2 separate regions of the Mus musculus genome follow, and region 2 is linked to region 1. The links are chromatin contacts, called in public HiChIP or PLAC-seq maps. All regions are on one chromosome and are shown on one strand. Each heading gives the region's core, a stretch centred on a gene start, on an enhancer-like site or on the middle of the called end of the contact. The rest is flanking DNA. Distances are from core to core; before and after follow the strand shown.

Evidence for each region. HiChIP or PLAC-seq counts read pairs in DNA pulled down with a chosen protein or histone mark.
Region 2: an H3K27ac HiChIP or PLAC-seq map of double positive thymocytes shows a contact between it and region 1, with 7 times the contacts expected there. The contact joins the promoter of Pcid2 here to the promoter of Irs2 in region 1. A contact is called at or near these places in 2 of 484 Hi-C or Micro-C datasets (CD4 T cells and embryonic stem cells) and 1 of 115 datasets of contacts at active chromatin or transcription factors (double positive thymocytes).

Annotation. Positions count from the first base shown.
Region 1 is chr8:11,004,192-11,011,141 of GRCm38.p6, reverse strand. It overlaps Irs2 (insulin receptor substrate 2), which reads left to right and starts at 2,213. Exons shown (of 2, transcript NM_001081212.2): 1 at 2,213-6,672. The coding sequence starts at 2,712. It overlaps 9530052E02Rik (RIKEN cDNA 9530052E02 gene), which reads right to left and starts at 3,292. Exons shown (of 5, transcript NR_046017.1): 1 at 3,131-3,292.
Region 2 is chr8:13,102,836-13,110,641 of GRCm38.p6, reverse strand. Pcid2 (PCI domain containing 2) reads left to right here and starts at 5,299. Exons shown (of 14, transcript NM_178708.3): 1 at 5,299-5,867. The coding sequence starts at 5,832. It overlaps Cul4a (cullin 4A), which reads right to left and starts at 5,019. Exons shown (of 20, transcript NM_146207.3): 1 at 4,739-5,019; 2 at 4,333-4,448. The coding sequence starts at 4,886.

The DNA.
Region 1 (6,950 bases), core at 964-3,463:
GCCCGTCACCTCGTCGAGAGCAGATACGACTGACAGAGCTGGTACCTCCCCTGACCCCTCCTGTGCTGCTAGCTTGGTGACTGGGGCAGCACACAACAGGTCACCTGCTTCTGATCCCTGGTAGGCAACATTAACACAGCCCCAAGGAAAACAAAGCTGCTACTGGCCAGGCTCCACTGGACACAGAACGTCAGCACTCAATGCATTCCTAAAAATCTAATTTTGTATTGAGAGTCAGAATAAAAAAAGAAAGCAAAAATGGTGCTTTTTTTTTTTTTTTCAAAGAAAAGCATAGGGTACTGACGCTGTGGCCTCTTGTCCTGCGCTATTTCAGGTTACAGAACACACAGGCTCATTTATGTGTCTCATAAAGTGGGATGTAAATTATCACAATCAATAAAAATCGAGCCACATTTTCTTCGAGCTCCAAGATAAAAATCCTGTCGTGTTGTTACGTTTCTTCTGGTTAGCGATAATGCTTGGTGATAGAGGCGGCATAAAAGCCAACGACCACAAGACCGTGTGCTTGGCACACTCACAACCACAGCTTGCACATAGAGGGATATGTGTGCGAGGGTGTGTAGCCACACACCCTTGCACACGTAGAGACGCTAACAGTGGCATCTACTGGTCCTTTATTTTTAAAGAGTATAATTTAAAATGGAAGACCCAATTCAACACACCCTTTTGAGGTTAATTTTATGATGATATTTACTAATGGATGGTTTTCCCCAGGCTTTTGCTATTCATCAATAATCATAATCATAGCCGCATACAAGCTAAAAACAGAGCAGGTCCAATATCGGCTTGGGTTATCTTGGCACAAATTCATCATTAGGGTGTTTAAGGCACAGTTTACACAAAGGGTAAAGCATCTATGGTCTTCAGAATCACACTGTGCAATTATTTTTCTTAAACATGTCATTGTAATTGCTACAATGATTTGTAAATTATGCAGGGCATTCCACCGCGAACTTCCAGGACTCAGAACAAAATAACCAAGGTTAAATTGTAAGATAAACTCTGGTCCTGAATTGTTTCATTTAGATACTTTCTCCCTAGATGGGCAAGGGTTTGTTTTGTTTACGCATCCAGAGCAGGGTTCCAAGCCCGCCTTCCGTGAGCGCGGACCATTGCCCTTCCTAGCGGCCCTCACGCTGTCAGTTAGGAGAGAAGACATGCAGGTGCTTATTTGCCCTCGACTTTGAAAGTCACAAAGGCCACGTAGATAGAGAAATTCAAAGCAGCAGTTCAAGGGCATCTTTGGCTTGGCGCTGTGCCCGCGGCCGCGCTCCTAGGTTCGGCGACGCCCGCCCATAGCCCGGGTGCTGGGTGAACACGGTTTGGGGCGCGGGCCGGGAGCGGTGAGGGCGCGGGGCGTGGGGAGGACGCCCGCCAGCACTCGCTCCCAGCTCCCCGCTCCCGCCCAGGCCCGCCCTTTCCCGGCACTATGGAAACCGCATTTTCCTACGCCAGCACGCCCTCCTCCTCTCTCCTATTACATCCAGAACAGGCGACTTCCACTTCCCGGGAACCTGACAAGTGAATGGCTCTGATGACGCCCCGGAAAGAGCCCACGGCCGGGGGCGGACGCCTGCGGAGGGTGGGGCGGGTTCCGGGGCGCCCCTCGATCGGCTCGCCGCCGGGAAAAGGCACCGAGCTGCCATCGACCCGGAGCTCGCGGGCAACGATGCTCGTAAACAAGCCGGGCCGCGCGCCTGCCACCCACAGCGGGCACCGCCCTGCGCCGCGCGCCCACCCCGGCTGCTGGGGTCCGACCGCCGCCCCGCACCAGATCCGACCTCCCGCCCCCGTTCCCCCTCCGCGGCGGAAGCCTGGGGCCAGTTAGTGGGACGCGAGGCGGGAGCACAAACCCCGCACCCGCCTTCTCCACGGCGGGCTTCCCGCCTTGGGTGGCATCGCCCCCGCCCGCATCCACAACGAGCCCCTGATTAATGAGCCCGGCCCGGCCCCCGCCGAGCCCCGGCCCGGCCTCGGAGAGGGGGAGGGAGGGGACGGCGGGAAACGCAGCCCGGTGTCGGTCCGCCTCCCCCCCCCCCCCGTGCCTCACGCTCATTGGTCCGTCTCGCTGTCCGTCGGGGAACGCGGCGCCAATGCAGGGCTGCGGGGCGGGGCGTCCGCGCGAGTGTGCCTGCGTAACGCAGAGTCACGTGTTGTTTTGCTCTTAGTTCAGTCACTCGGTGCGCGATGTGTTACTCACTGTGCGGCGGGGACCGCGACAAGCCCGGGTCGTCGTTGGTGGCAGCAGCAGCAGCGGCAGCAACGGCAGCAGCGGCCCCAGTGGCAGTGTGGGCCCCGAGTGTCCGGACGCAGACCGTCGTCGCGCAGTGCAGAACGGTGGCAGCAGACGGGCCGCGCGCGTTCTAAGCTCGGCCCCGCGACTCGGGGACCCCGACTCTCGACCCAGCCAGCCAGTCCCCGGGCGCCGCCCGAGAGCCCGGGAAGCAGCGGCAGCGGACAGTCGAAGCGGGGGGGTGGCCATCGCCCGCACCGAGCATCCTTCGGAGCGGCGGAGGGCCCTGCGCCACCGAGCCGCGCGCGCCTCCTAGCCCACCGCCTGGGCCCGGGGGACGCGCGCGCGTGGCCGGGCGGCCGGGCGACGGGTGGCGGGGAGCCGCCCCCGCCCGCGCCCCTCGGCCCTCGCCATCCCCTGTTCGCCCAGCCGGGCAGAGAGACCTGAAGCGGCGGCGATGGCTAGCGCGCCCCTGCCTGGGCCCCCCGCGTCGGCGGGCGGGGACGGCCCGAACCTCAATAACAACAACAACAACAACAACCACAGCGTGCGCAAGTGCGGCTACCTGCGCAAGCAGAAGCACGGCCACAAGCGCTTTTTCGTGTTGCGCGGCCCCGGCACGGGCGGCGACGAGGCATCCGCGGCTGGGGGGTCGCCGCCGCAGCCTCCGCGGCTGGAGTACTACGAGAGCGAGAAGAAGTGGAGGAGCAAGGCGGGCGCGCCGAAGCGAGTGATCGCGCTCGACTGCTGTCTGAACATCAACAAGCGCGCGGACGCCAAGCACAAGTACCTGATCGCCCTCTACACCAAGGACGAGTACTTCGCTGTAGCGGCGGAGAACGAGCAGGAGCAGGAGGGCTGGTACCGCGCACTCACCGACTTGGTCAGCGAAGGCCGCTCTGGCGAGGGGGGCTCGGGCACCACCGGAGGCTCTTGCAGCGCCTCTCTCCCGGGCGTCCTGGGCGGCTCAGCGGGCGCCGCTGGCTGCGATGACAACTACGGGCTCGTGACACCCGCCACGGCCGTCTACCGCGAGGTGTGGCAGGTGAACCTGAAACCTAAGGGACTGGGCCAGAGCAAGAACCTGACTGGTGTATACCGCCTATGCCTGTCTGCGCGCACCATCGGCTTCGTGAAGCTCAATTGCGAACAGCCGTCGGTGACGCTGCAGCTTATGAACATTCGCCGCTGCGGCCACTCGGACAGCTTCTTCTTCATCGAGGTGGGCCGTTCGGCCGTCACCGGTCCCGGGGAGCTGTGGATGCAAGCCGACGACTCGGTGGTGGCGCAGAACATCCATGAGACCATCCTAGAAGCTATGAAGGCACTCAAAGAGCTCTTCGAGTTCCGGCCTCGCAGCAAGAGTCAGTCGTCCGGGTCGTCAGCCACGCATCCCATCAGCGTGCCGGGCGCGCGCCGCCACCACCACCTAGTCAACCTACCCCCTAGCCAGACCGGCCTGGTGCGCCGCTCGCGCACTGACAGCCTGGCGGCCACCCCCCCAGCAGCCAAGTGCACTTCGTGCCGGGTTCGTACGGCCAGCGAGGGCGACGGCGGCGCGGCAGGCGGGGCCGGGACGGCAGGAGGCAGGCCGATGTCGGTGGCAGGGAGCCCCCTGAGTCCCGGGCCGGTGCGCGCGCCCCTTAGCCGCTCGCACACCCTGAGCGCCGGCTGCGGAGGCCGCCCGAGCAAAGTGACTCTGGCGCCGGCAGGGGGAGCCCTGCAACACAGCCGCTCCATGTCCATGCCCGTGGCGCACTCACCTCCTGCAGCCACCAGCCCAGGCAGCCTGTCCTCCAGCAGTGGGCACGGCTCGGGCTCCTACCCGCTGCCACCTGGCTCCCACCCGCACCTGCCTCATCCACTGCATCACCCCCAAGGCCAGCGTCCGTCCAGCGGTAGTGCCTCCGCCTCGGGCTCCCCCAGCGACCCGGGTTTCATGTCCCTTGACGAGTATGGCTCCAGCCCTGGCGACCTGAGAGCCTTCAGTAGCCACAGGAGCAACACACCCGAGTCAATAGCGGAGACCCCGCCAGCCAGAGATGGCAGTGGGGGCGAACTCTATGGGTACATGAGCATGGATAGACCCCTGAGCCACTGTGGCCGCCCTTACCGTAGGGTCTCAGGGGATGGGGCCCAGGACCTGGATAGAGGACTGAGGAAGAGGACTTATTCCCTAACCACGCCTGCCAGGCAGCGGCAGGTACCTCAGCCTTCCTCTGCCTCTCTAGATGAATACACTCTCATGAGGGCCACCTTCTCTGGTAGTTCAGGTCGCCTCTGCCCATCCTTCCCTGCGTCCTCTCCCAAAGTGGCCTACAACCCTTACCCAGAGGACTATGGAGACATTGAGATTGGTTCTCACAAGAGTTCCAGCAGTAACCTGGGGGCAGATGATGGCTACATGCCCATGACCCCTGGGGCAGCCCTTAGGAGTGGTGGTCCCAATAGCTGCAAGAGCGATGACTACATGCCCATGAGCCCCACAAGCGTGTCTGCTCCCAAGCAGATCCTGCAGCCACGCTTGGCAGCGGCCTTGCCCCCTTCCGGAGCAGCCGTGCCAGCACCCCCTTCAGGGGTGGGCAGGACCTTCCCAGTAAACGGAGGTGGCTACAAAGCCAGCTCCCCAGCGGAGAGCTCCCCAGAAGACAGTGGGTACATGCGAATGTGGTGTGGCTCCAAGCTGTCTATGGAGAACCCAGACCCTAAGCTACTCCCCAACGGGGACTACCTCAACATGTCCCCCAGCGAGGCAGGCACTGCAGGGACCCCACCTGACTTCTCAGCAGCTTTGCGTGGAGGCAGTGAAGGCCTCAAAGGCATCCCGGGCCACTGCTACAGCTCTTTGCCCCGCTCTTATAAGGCTCCCTGTTCCTGCAGCGGAGACAATGACCAGTATGTGCTCATGAGCTCCCCTGTGGGCCGGATCTTGGAAGAGGAGAGACTGGAGCCCCAGGCCACCCCAGGGGCTGGCACCTTTGGGGCAGCTGGTGGTAGTCATACCCAGCCTCATCACTCAGCAGTGCCTTCCTCCATGAGGCCGAGTGCCATCGGTGGCCGCCCTGAGGGCTTCCTGGGCCAGCGATGTCGGGCAGTGCGGCCTACACGCCTATCGCTAGAGGGACTGCAGACCCTTCCCAGCATGCAAGAGTACCCTCTACCCACAGAGCCCAAGAGCCCTGGCGAGTACATCAACATTGACTTTGGTGAGGCAGGTACCCGTCTGTCTCCGCCTGCCCCCCCACTACTGGCATCCGCGGCCTCATCTTCTTCACTGCTCTCAGCTAGTAGTCCTGCTTCATCCCTGGGTTCAGGAACCCCAGGCACCAGCAGCGACAGCCGGCAGCGCTCTCCACTCTCTGACTATATGAACCTGGACTTCAGTTCTCCCAAGTCCCCCAAGCCTAGCACCCGCAGTGGGGACACAGTAGGCTCCATGGATGGCCTTCTCTCTCCAGAGGCTTCATCCCCATACCCACCACTGCCCCCACGTCCTTCCACTTCCCCTTCCTCCTTACAGCAGCCTCTGCCACCTGCCCCGGGAGACCTATACCGCCTGCCTCCAGCATCAGCTGCCACTTCCCAGGGTCCCACTGCTGGCTCCTCAATGTCCTCCGAGCCTGGGGATAATGGTGACTATACCGAGATGGCCTTTGGTGTGGCTGCAACCCCGCCACAACCTATCGTGGCACCTCCAAAGCCAGAAGGTGCCCGAGTGGCCAGTCCCACATCGGGCTTGAAGCGGCTAAGTCTCATGGATCAGGTATCTGGGGTGGAGGCTTTCCTTCAAGTCAGCCAGCCCCCTGACCCCCACCGGGGTGCTAAGGTCATCCGTGCAGACCCACAGGGGGGACGTCGTCGCCACAGTTCAGAGACCTTTTCCTCTACCACCACCGTCACCCCAGTGTCCCCATCCTTTGCCCACAATTCCAAGCGCCACAATTCGGCCTCTGTGGAAAATGTCTCACTCAGGAAAAGCAGTGAAGGCAGCAGTACCCTGGGAGGAGGTGATGAGCCGCCCACATCCCCAGGACAGGCACAGCCCTTGGTGGCTGTGCCCCCAGTGCCACAGGCTAGGCCGTGGAACCCCGGTCAGCCCGGAGCTTTGATTGGCTGTCCTGGAGGCAGCAGTTCTCCCATGCGCAGAGAGACCTCCGTGGGTTTCCAGAACGGCCTCAACTATATCGCCATCGATGTGAGAGGCGAGCAGGGGTCCTTGGCGCAGTCTCAGCCGCAGCCAGGAGACAAGAACTCCTGGAGCCGGACCCGTAGCCTTGGGGGGCTCCTCGGCACCGTCGGAGGCTCTGGCGCCAGCGGAGTGTGTGGGGGTCCAGGCACTGGAGCTTTGCCCTCTGCCAGCACCTATGCAAGCATCGACTTCCTGTCCCATCACTTGAAGGAAGCCACAGTCGTGAAAGGTGAGGCCCTTTGACCTTGAGGATGGGGGAGGGAGAGTGGAGTATTGGGTGGCTTTGGATGCCACTCTTACTAGTGCTTCCTTGGCTTAATTGCCAACCGGCTGCCTGGGCCTTCTCCCTCTTGGCTACCATGTTGTTATTGTCTTTCTCCAAAGAGCTTGTCAGGAAAGTGGACTTGGCTTTTGAGTAGAATTGATGTCTTCCCCCATGGTTGGGAGACTTTGCCTTTGTTTTAGGTCCAGTCCCCTCTTCTCTGCGTTCTTATGGTCCTGCCCTAA
Region 2 (7,806 bases), core at 4,050-6,549, 2.1 Mb before region 1:
AGCTTGAGGCCAACCTGATCTACACAGGGGGTTCCAAGTCCACCAAGGAGGCACAGGGAGACCAGGTCTAAAACAAAAGATATAGCCCAAGCATGCAAGACTGTCCTTATATTCAACACAGAAAGAAAGATTAATGAACATAATCGACCAACTAAGAAGCAAAACTTAAGCAATCCCGTAATAGATGCAGAAATGTGCTTTCATTAAATTAGCGGGGAGCAGGAAGGACCCTCCTACATGGTAGCATCGTCACACTCAACAGTGGCAAACCAAAGTTCTAGAGATCTAGAGCAAGACAGCACCGGCTCTCTCACTTCCAACCACTGTCCCAGAGGCTCTTGCCAGTTTAGCAAGACAAAGCCAAGAAATAAGAGGCACAAAACTTGGAAAGCAAAAAGCTTTCTAGCTACATGTGATTGTCTGGGCAGAAGATACAATGGGATCTACAGAAAACAGGCAAGGCCAGCAAATTAGAAGGACAATTTCAATATACAAAATTAATGGTAATTTTAAGTAAAAGCAAGAATCACAAGTCAGAATTCAAGGTAAGGTGAAAATTCCATAAAAGGTTTGTAACATCTTTACAAATGAAACAAGAAATCACTGCTGAGAAATATTAGCCCCAACAGTGAGCCTTCTATCTCTAAGGCCGAGTCAGTTCTCTCTAGGTGATCTAAGAGTCACCATAACTCTAACCCAAGCTGGTTCCTTGAGAAAGCCAGAAATCAGTTTTTCAGATTCATAAAGAAATGCAAAAGACCAAGAATAGCTCAGACAAATGTGGGAAAAAGCTGGAGGCTACCCCTCCTAGACAGACAACTGGTCTTGTCGGAGAAAGGCAGTTGGGCAATGTGCCCAACACCTGGACACTTATGGGAAAAACACTGTATCTAGATTTATATCTCACCATACACACAGATGTCCACACAACATAGATCACAGATCTAAATGTAAAACTGTCAGCTCTGTCTAAATACAAGGTCTTAGATTAGGACAAAGATCTGTTGCTTTGTTGTTTTTGAGACAGGGTTTCATGTAGCTGGCCTTGAGCTGGCTAGTAGAGGAGGCTGGCCTTGAACTCTTCTCTGCCTGCTGAGTGCTGGGGTTACATAAGTGTGCTATTACTACCAGTTATGGCAAAAGTTTAGTTTTTATTTTTTAGGGGGATACTAAAAACATAACCTAAAAGAACAGCTGATAAGACACTTAACTTCAAAATTTAAATCACTGTTCTTCAAAGGACATAGATTAGTTAAGGGATAAGCTATGGGCTAGAAGAAAATACTAGCAACACCTATATAGAACTTATATCCGGAATACATACTAAACTCACACATTCAATAACGGGAAAATAATCTAAGCAGATGAAGCTGAGCACCCTGGCCCATATCTGTAATCCCAGCACTTGGGAGGTTGGCACAGGAGGACTCCAAGTTTGCAGGCAGAGCAAGCTACACAGTGAGATAAGAGGGAAGCAGGGAGAGGGGATGGCAGGAGGAGGCAGGGAGCCAGCAGATCTGAGCAGCAAACTGCATCAAAAGTATAGAAGAGCAACAGGCACACAAACAGACAGACACCTGCCGTCAACAGGGACGGTAAATTAAACCCGTTTGTAAAACTCGACGGCACCAAATGCTGGTGAGAATGTGGAGTAAAGGACCCTCAAGCTACCGCAGTGGGGAAAATGGAGTCACTTGGAAGAGCTGCAGCTTCTTATGAAAGGAAGCACACATTTTCTGTATCTGAGATACTTTCCTGAGAAGAATGAAAACACATTCCCACACATGATGTATGCAACGTTCATAGCGGCCCTGCTGGTCATGTTCCCACTGGACACCCAAACGGCCACTACCTGATGAATAAGCCAACTGCACTATAGACACTCTACTTGTTAATAAAAGTAATATGCACTTGGGGGCACAAAGGAGGGATTTCAAAGAGGGTGTCCAGGGGCCATGGAGAGAGGAAAGGAGGAGGACAGGGATGGAAGGAATTCTATTTCAAATACTAAACACATTAATAAACAAAAACAAACAAACCAAAATGCCAAACTGTTAGCACCAGAGGAAATGGCAAACGCCATTCTAGATAAGAGCCAGATGCCAGAGGACTGCAAATGCGCTGCTCCTTCTAGATAGAGGTGGAGGAGTAGAGAGAACACGGCAGCAGCTGCCACAGCTGGGGAACGGGAGGGGATGAGTTCACGGGGCAGCCCTTCGTTACCGGGGAGGGAAACAGTCTACATTTTCACTGAGCGGCTGGCAAACAACTCTATCTTAGGCCATTAAAATCTACTGGGACAAGTATGTTAGAGTTAACCTATAGCCCCGGCACATGAGCGGCAGCCGGGACTAATACCCAGTGAGACCTTTTTTTTTCCCCATAGTTATAAGGTACACTGTCCCAGTCTTCACACATACCAGAAGGAGGCATCAGATCCCATGACAGATGGTTGTGAGTCACCATGTAGTTGCTGGGAATTGAACTCAGGACCTCTGTAAGAGCATTCTTAACTGCTGAGCCATCTCTCCAGCCCCACAGTGAATCTCGTAAAAAATAAAACCAACCGACTCTCTCTTCTCATAAAAAAATAAAATAAACAAAATAAACCTACTGGAGCACATGTCACATGCCCCCAACACTGTATTCATATGCACACCTACACATAGGCACATACTTAAAATAATAAAAATAAAAGCAAATCTTTAGGCGGGTGTAGTAGTGCATAATGTTAATTCCAGCACCAAGAGACAGAGGCAGGAAGATCTCTGTAAGTCAGACTGTTCACAGTGAGTTCTAGAATAGCCAAGGCTACACAGTGAGCCCTGTCTAAACAAAACAAAAACAAAACCTTAAATAAAATCCTCTCCTTCAATACACAATCAACTCACAAACTTAAGACAAAGAACAGACACATATACACCAATCCGTCACCATCGGCCAGTGGTCCCTTACCCAGAATGCTTGGGGCTACTAGTGTTGTGGATTTCAGATGTTTTTCTTCCGGATTAATACTTGCACATACACAATGATGTATCTGGGTACTGAGAATCAAGTGTAAACAGACACAAAGCTGACTCGTACCCCATATCCCTTGTTTTATCATTGTGTGTGTACACCAAGTGTATGTGTGGGTGCTTGTGTCACGTCAAGAGGCTGGAGGTCTGGGGATGCGTCTCCAGTCAGTTTTCTCCTTCCACCTTTTTGAGGGTTCTGAGGTTCGAACACAAGTTGTCAAGCTGGCTCTGCCAGCGCTTTACCTACTGGGTCATCTGGCTGGCCCTAGCTCGATGGTCATTTTATTCAACAGTTTTAGCATATACTGTGTTCTGTCTGAGGCCCAGCAGAGGAAGTCAGGTGTGGGTCTTTTTTTCATGAGTGCACTACAAGTTTTGGATTTGGGAGTTTGGGGTTGGGAGTGATGGGCCTGCCACAGGTTCCTTCGGGTACCACTGCTTACTTTTCTTCTTGTGCTTTCTGTAACTTACAATACACTCAGTTTGTAACCAGGATAAAACAAGCCTCTTAGGTAACTTTTAAGTAACATATAAGTAATTATTTGTTCTATCACAAACTAAAACACAGAATATTTAGCAGTTATTGTATAAAACCATGACAGAAAAGTGTGCTTGAAACAGCAAAATGTACTTCGGATGATTTTCCCCCCCTGTTGCAGACACAACTTGTCTTTAAGTTAAAACTACCAGAATCGCCGGGCGTGGTGGCGCACACCTTTAATCCCAGCACTCGGGAGGCAGAGGCAGGTGGAGTTCTGAGTTCAAGGCCAGCCTGGTCTACAGAGTGAGTTCCAGGACAGCCAGAGCAACACAGAGAAACCCTGTCTCAAAAAAAAACAAAACAAAACAAAACAAAAACCCTACCAGAATCTGTCTGCAACCTTATTTGCAATAATTAAACTACAAAACAGTGTGTGTGTGTTGGGGAGGGGGTGTGTGTGTCACAACCCAGGGACCCTACTAGCAAGTGGGGCCGTACTGAGTTCCATGTATAACACACTGGCACTCTGATAACACTGAAGACTGCTGGGGGCTCTGTGCCTCTTAGCTCCAAACACCTCCTTTCTTCTGGCGCTGGGAAAACGTACACCTCCTAAGCAGCCTGGTCTAAGCCTCAACACACAGCACTAATCCAGGGCGGCGATCCATAGAAACACCTGCTGACCCAGGGTTTCGCGGCTTCCGCTAGGGAAGGCTCGGGCCGCAGCTTCTCCCCGGGCGGGCGGGCGGACGGGCGGGCCTCCCTAGCGTTGGCCCCGGTGGCTGCTGGAGGAGGAACCCAGCCAGGTGCTCGCAGGCCCTCGCCGCCGCTCACCTGGTACAGCTCCTCCAGGTTGTACCTGATGGATGTGCTGCTCTGGATGGCCTTGACCGCTTCGTGAAGCTTCCGCCACGTGTCCTGAGTGTAGTTGTCAGGCAGCCGCGGCCTGTCTGTGGGGGAGAGAGGGTCAACGGCCGCGCGGGGACAGCACAGGCCGGGGCACCGAGGCAGGGCCCGGCCGGGCTAGCCAGGAGGTGCGGGATCGGGGCCAGCTGGGGCGCGGGGACGTGGCGGAGCGTGAGGTGCAGGGACAAGTCGGGTTGCGGCGCCGAGACGGGACAGTGCGGGAACCAGGCGGGCCGGGGCGCGGGGACAGGGCCTGCCGGGCAGCCCCAGGAGGCCCTGTCCGAGCGCGCGACCCGCCGGCCGCCCCGTTCGCTCCTCACCGGAGCGCACCCACCTCGGAAGTTCTTGATGACCAGCTTCCTGGAGCCTCCCGTGCCCCCCGGCTTGGCGGGGCCACCGGCCAACGCCGCGGGCTTGGTGAGGCCGTTGGTGCGGCCCATGAGAGCCGAGACGCTGCCCTTCCGAGGGCCCTCGTCCGCCATGGCTGGGCCGGACGCCGCCCCGCCCCGCGCCGCCCGGCTCCTCCTCCTGCCCTGCGCCCGCTCCGTGCGCGCCCGGCTCCTCCTCCTGCTGCTGTCGGGCTCCGCCCGTGAGCGCTCGGCTCCTCCTCTTTCTGCTCGCGGCCGGGTCCGCGCGCCCGAGGCCCAACCGCCGCGGCGCGCACCGGAACGATCCGGCTCCTCCTCCTATGCGCGAACTCCGCCCAAGGAGGGCTCGGGGACTCGCAGGCGTTCTACAACGAATGCTCGCGAGAGGGCGCCGTGACACCTGCACCGAGGGCTCCGGAGCTCGCCGCCCCACGTCACGTCGAGGGCCGTGACGAGGACACCCCGGCGAGGACTTGAGTGGATAAAAGCACCCGGCAACCTTGCCTCCTGGATCACCTTACACCTAGGATGCTCAGGGATGCTGCTCCGTGCGCTAGCGCGCCGAGGGGTTGGGGACGGGATGCTCTGCACCCATTTATCTGGGGTGCCCCAGTGTGAGATGTGGGAGGACTCAGGAACACATCCTAGGAGTGCGCGGGACGCCTTCCCAGTGGGCTCTGGACTTTGGTTCCGGGAGAGTCAGGAGCGCCTCTGCACACGGAGGGTTGGGGATCGGGTCACCCTCATGGGAGAGGGGTGCGAGGAATCGGGTCGCTAGCACACCGACGTGACCAGGGACACGTTCCCAAGTCGGTTGGGAACTCCTCCACGTCAGTCCTCCGCCCTCGCGCGCGCCCCCGCCGCACCCGAGGCGTCCCGGCGACCGCGCTGACAGCTGCCCCCAAAGAAGTGCTCTCACCACCGGCTCGGCTCGGCTCGGCTCGGCTCGCTCCACCTTCACCCGCTCCGGAACCAACGTGCAGAGGTTACCGTGTGGGGACAAGGAGCGGAAACGGACCTGCGCCGGAAGTGAGGCACTCAACACCCGCGGCCGCCGCTATGGCGCACATCACCATTAACCAGTACCTACAGCAGGTGGGTTTCGCTTGGTATCCTGGCCTACGGGCCACGAGGGGTGAGTCCTGGGGCCGGGTCGGACGGTGCCGGGGGTCCTGCGGCTGGCCTCGAGGCGAGGAGGGTGTGCTGCACGCGGTGGGCAGCCTGCCTTGTTCGGAAGTTGCAGGTGCTGCCCGGTGGACCAGGAGGAGGAGGATCCGAGGTGGAGGTAGCAAGATCGGGGCCACTTGTAGAAACGGTTGTCTGTGTAGTCAGCGCTGCTGTCCGCACGAAGCACGTTGTGTCTCTTGGCAGCGGTGCCCATCAAGGCTTTACTTAAAGCCTGGGAGTGGCACAGGCAAACACTGTTGCATCCGGGTGGAGGGCCGTGATTGCGTCTTCTAGGGTGTTGAAGATGTGAATCCCACTAGGCAACACACCTGGTGCAAGGGGCAGCCAGATAGGGAAGACTGATGAACGTTTTAACTGACTACACTTGCTGCTCATGGCTGCTTATGAACCTTGGATTTGCGCTTAGCTCTATTACCAAAGCCCCCTTTTCCTGTCCCAAACAGCTCAGTTTTGGGTACTACAGTACTAGAAGCAGTACTTGTGTGCTTCTTAAGTAGCGGCACTATTGTCGGTGCTGCGTGTGCATATGTATTCTCTTTGATTCCATCACAAGGCCCTCCTTGAAGAGCTCCGTAGGCGGCTAACCCAAGTCTTCCCAGCTCAGAAGCATCAGAGACTGGCTCTACAGTGCACATGTTTAACACTTAGCAAGATGCTAATTCTGGAGATCACGCTTGAACCTTAGTGATCTCATTGTTGGCCAAAAGACCAGTCTTTATTTCAACACACTGGCAATAGCCTTGGCCAGTGGCTACCTGTTAACAAATTGCTTGTCTCTCTTTCCCCATGATTCCTGTGCTGATTTCCCAGAAGCTGTTGGGGTCAGGTTGGTTGAATTTTGCCATCCTTACCGGTGTTAATAAGGTTAAGAGTAGCCTGTTACTCTTGTGACTGCTTGAGCCAGGAATAAAGGTCTTTCTTTCCTGTCACAGGGAATGGCATGGCATCAGCATGCTTGTGCTGCTTCCGGGTTATCCCAAGTCCATAGTGATGTTTTGATGGCCTGCAAGGGGAGCCTGCATATGTTTCAAAGAGAGAAACGTGGAGCTTGAGGAGTCTACTCCTTACAGCAAGGAGTGAGGTCCACTTTTCTTCAAGGTCAAACTAGAAGGAAACTTTACTCCATTTCCTAAGGTTAACAGTAATAAATTACCTCTAATTCAGAACCCACAGCCAAAGAACATCACAGACATCGTAGCCCTAAGAACAAGGACATTCACTGTAACCACAATGCATTTAGTAGCCTGAGAACTTTGACACTGATGCATGTAACTTTTAATTTTCCAATGTTTTGCACATTTTTTGTTTTTTTGTTTTTCAGTAGATATTTGCTTTATTTACATTCCAAATGTTGTCCTCTTTCCTGGTTTCCCTTCTGAAAATTCCCATCCCCTTTCCCTCTCCCCCTGCTCACCAACCCACCCACACTGGCTTCCTGGCCCTGGCCTTCCCCTACACTGGGCCATAGAGCCTTCACAGGACCAAGGGCCTCTCCTCCCATTGATAACTGACTAGGCCATCCTCTGCTACATATGCAGCTGGAGCCATGAGTCCCACCATGTGTTTTCTTTGGTGGTTTAGTCCCTGGGAGCTCTGGGGTTGCTGGTTAGTTCATATTGTTGTTCCTCCTATGGGGCTGCAGACCCCTTCAGCTCCTTAGGTCCTTTCTCTAGCTTCTTCGTTGGAGATCCTGTGCTCAGTCCAATGGTAAGCTTCGAGGATCCACCTCTGTATTTGTCAGGCACTGGTGGGGCCTCTCTGGAGACAGCTATAACAGTCTTCTTTCAGTAAGCATTTGTTGGCATCCACAAAAGTGTCTGGGTTTGGTGATTGTATATGGGATGGA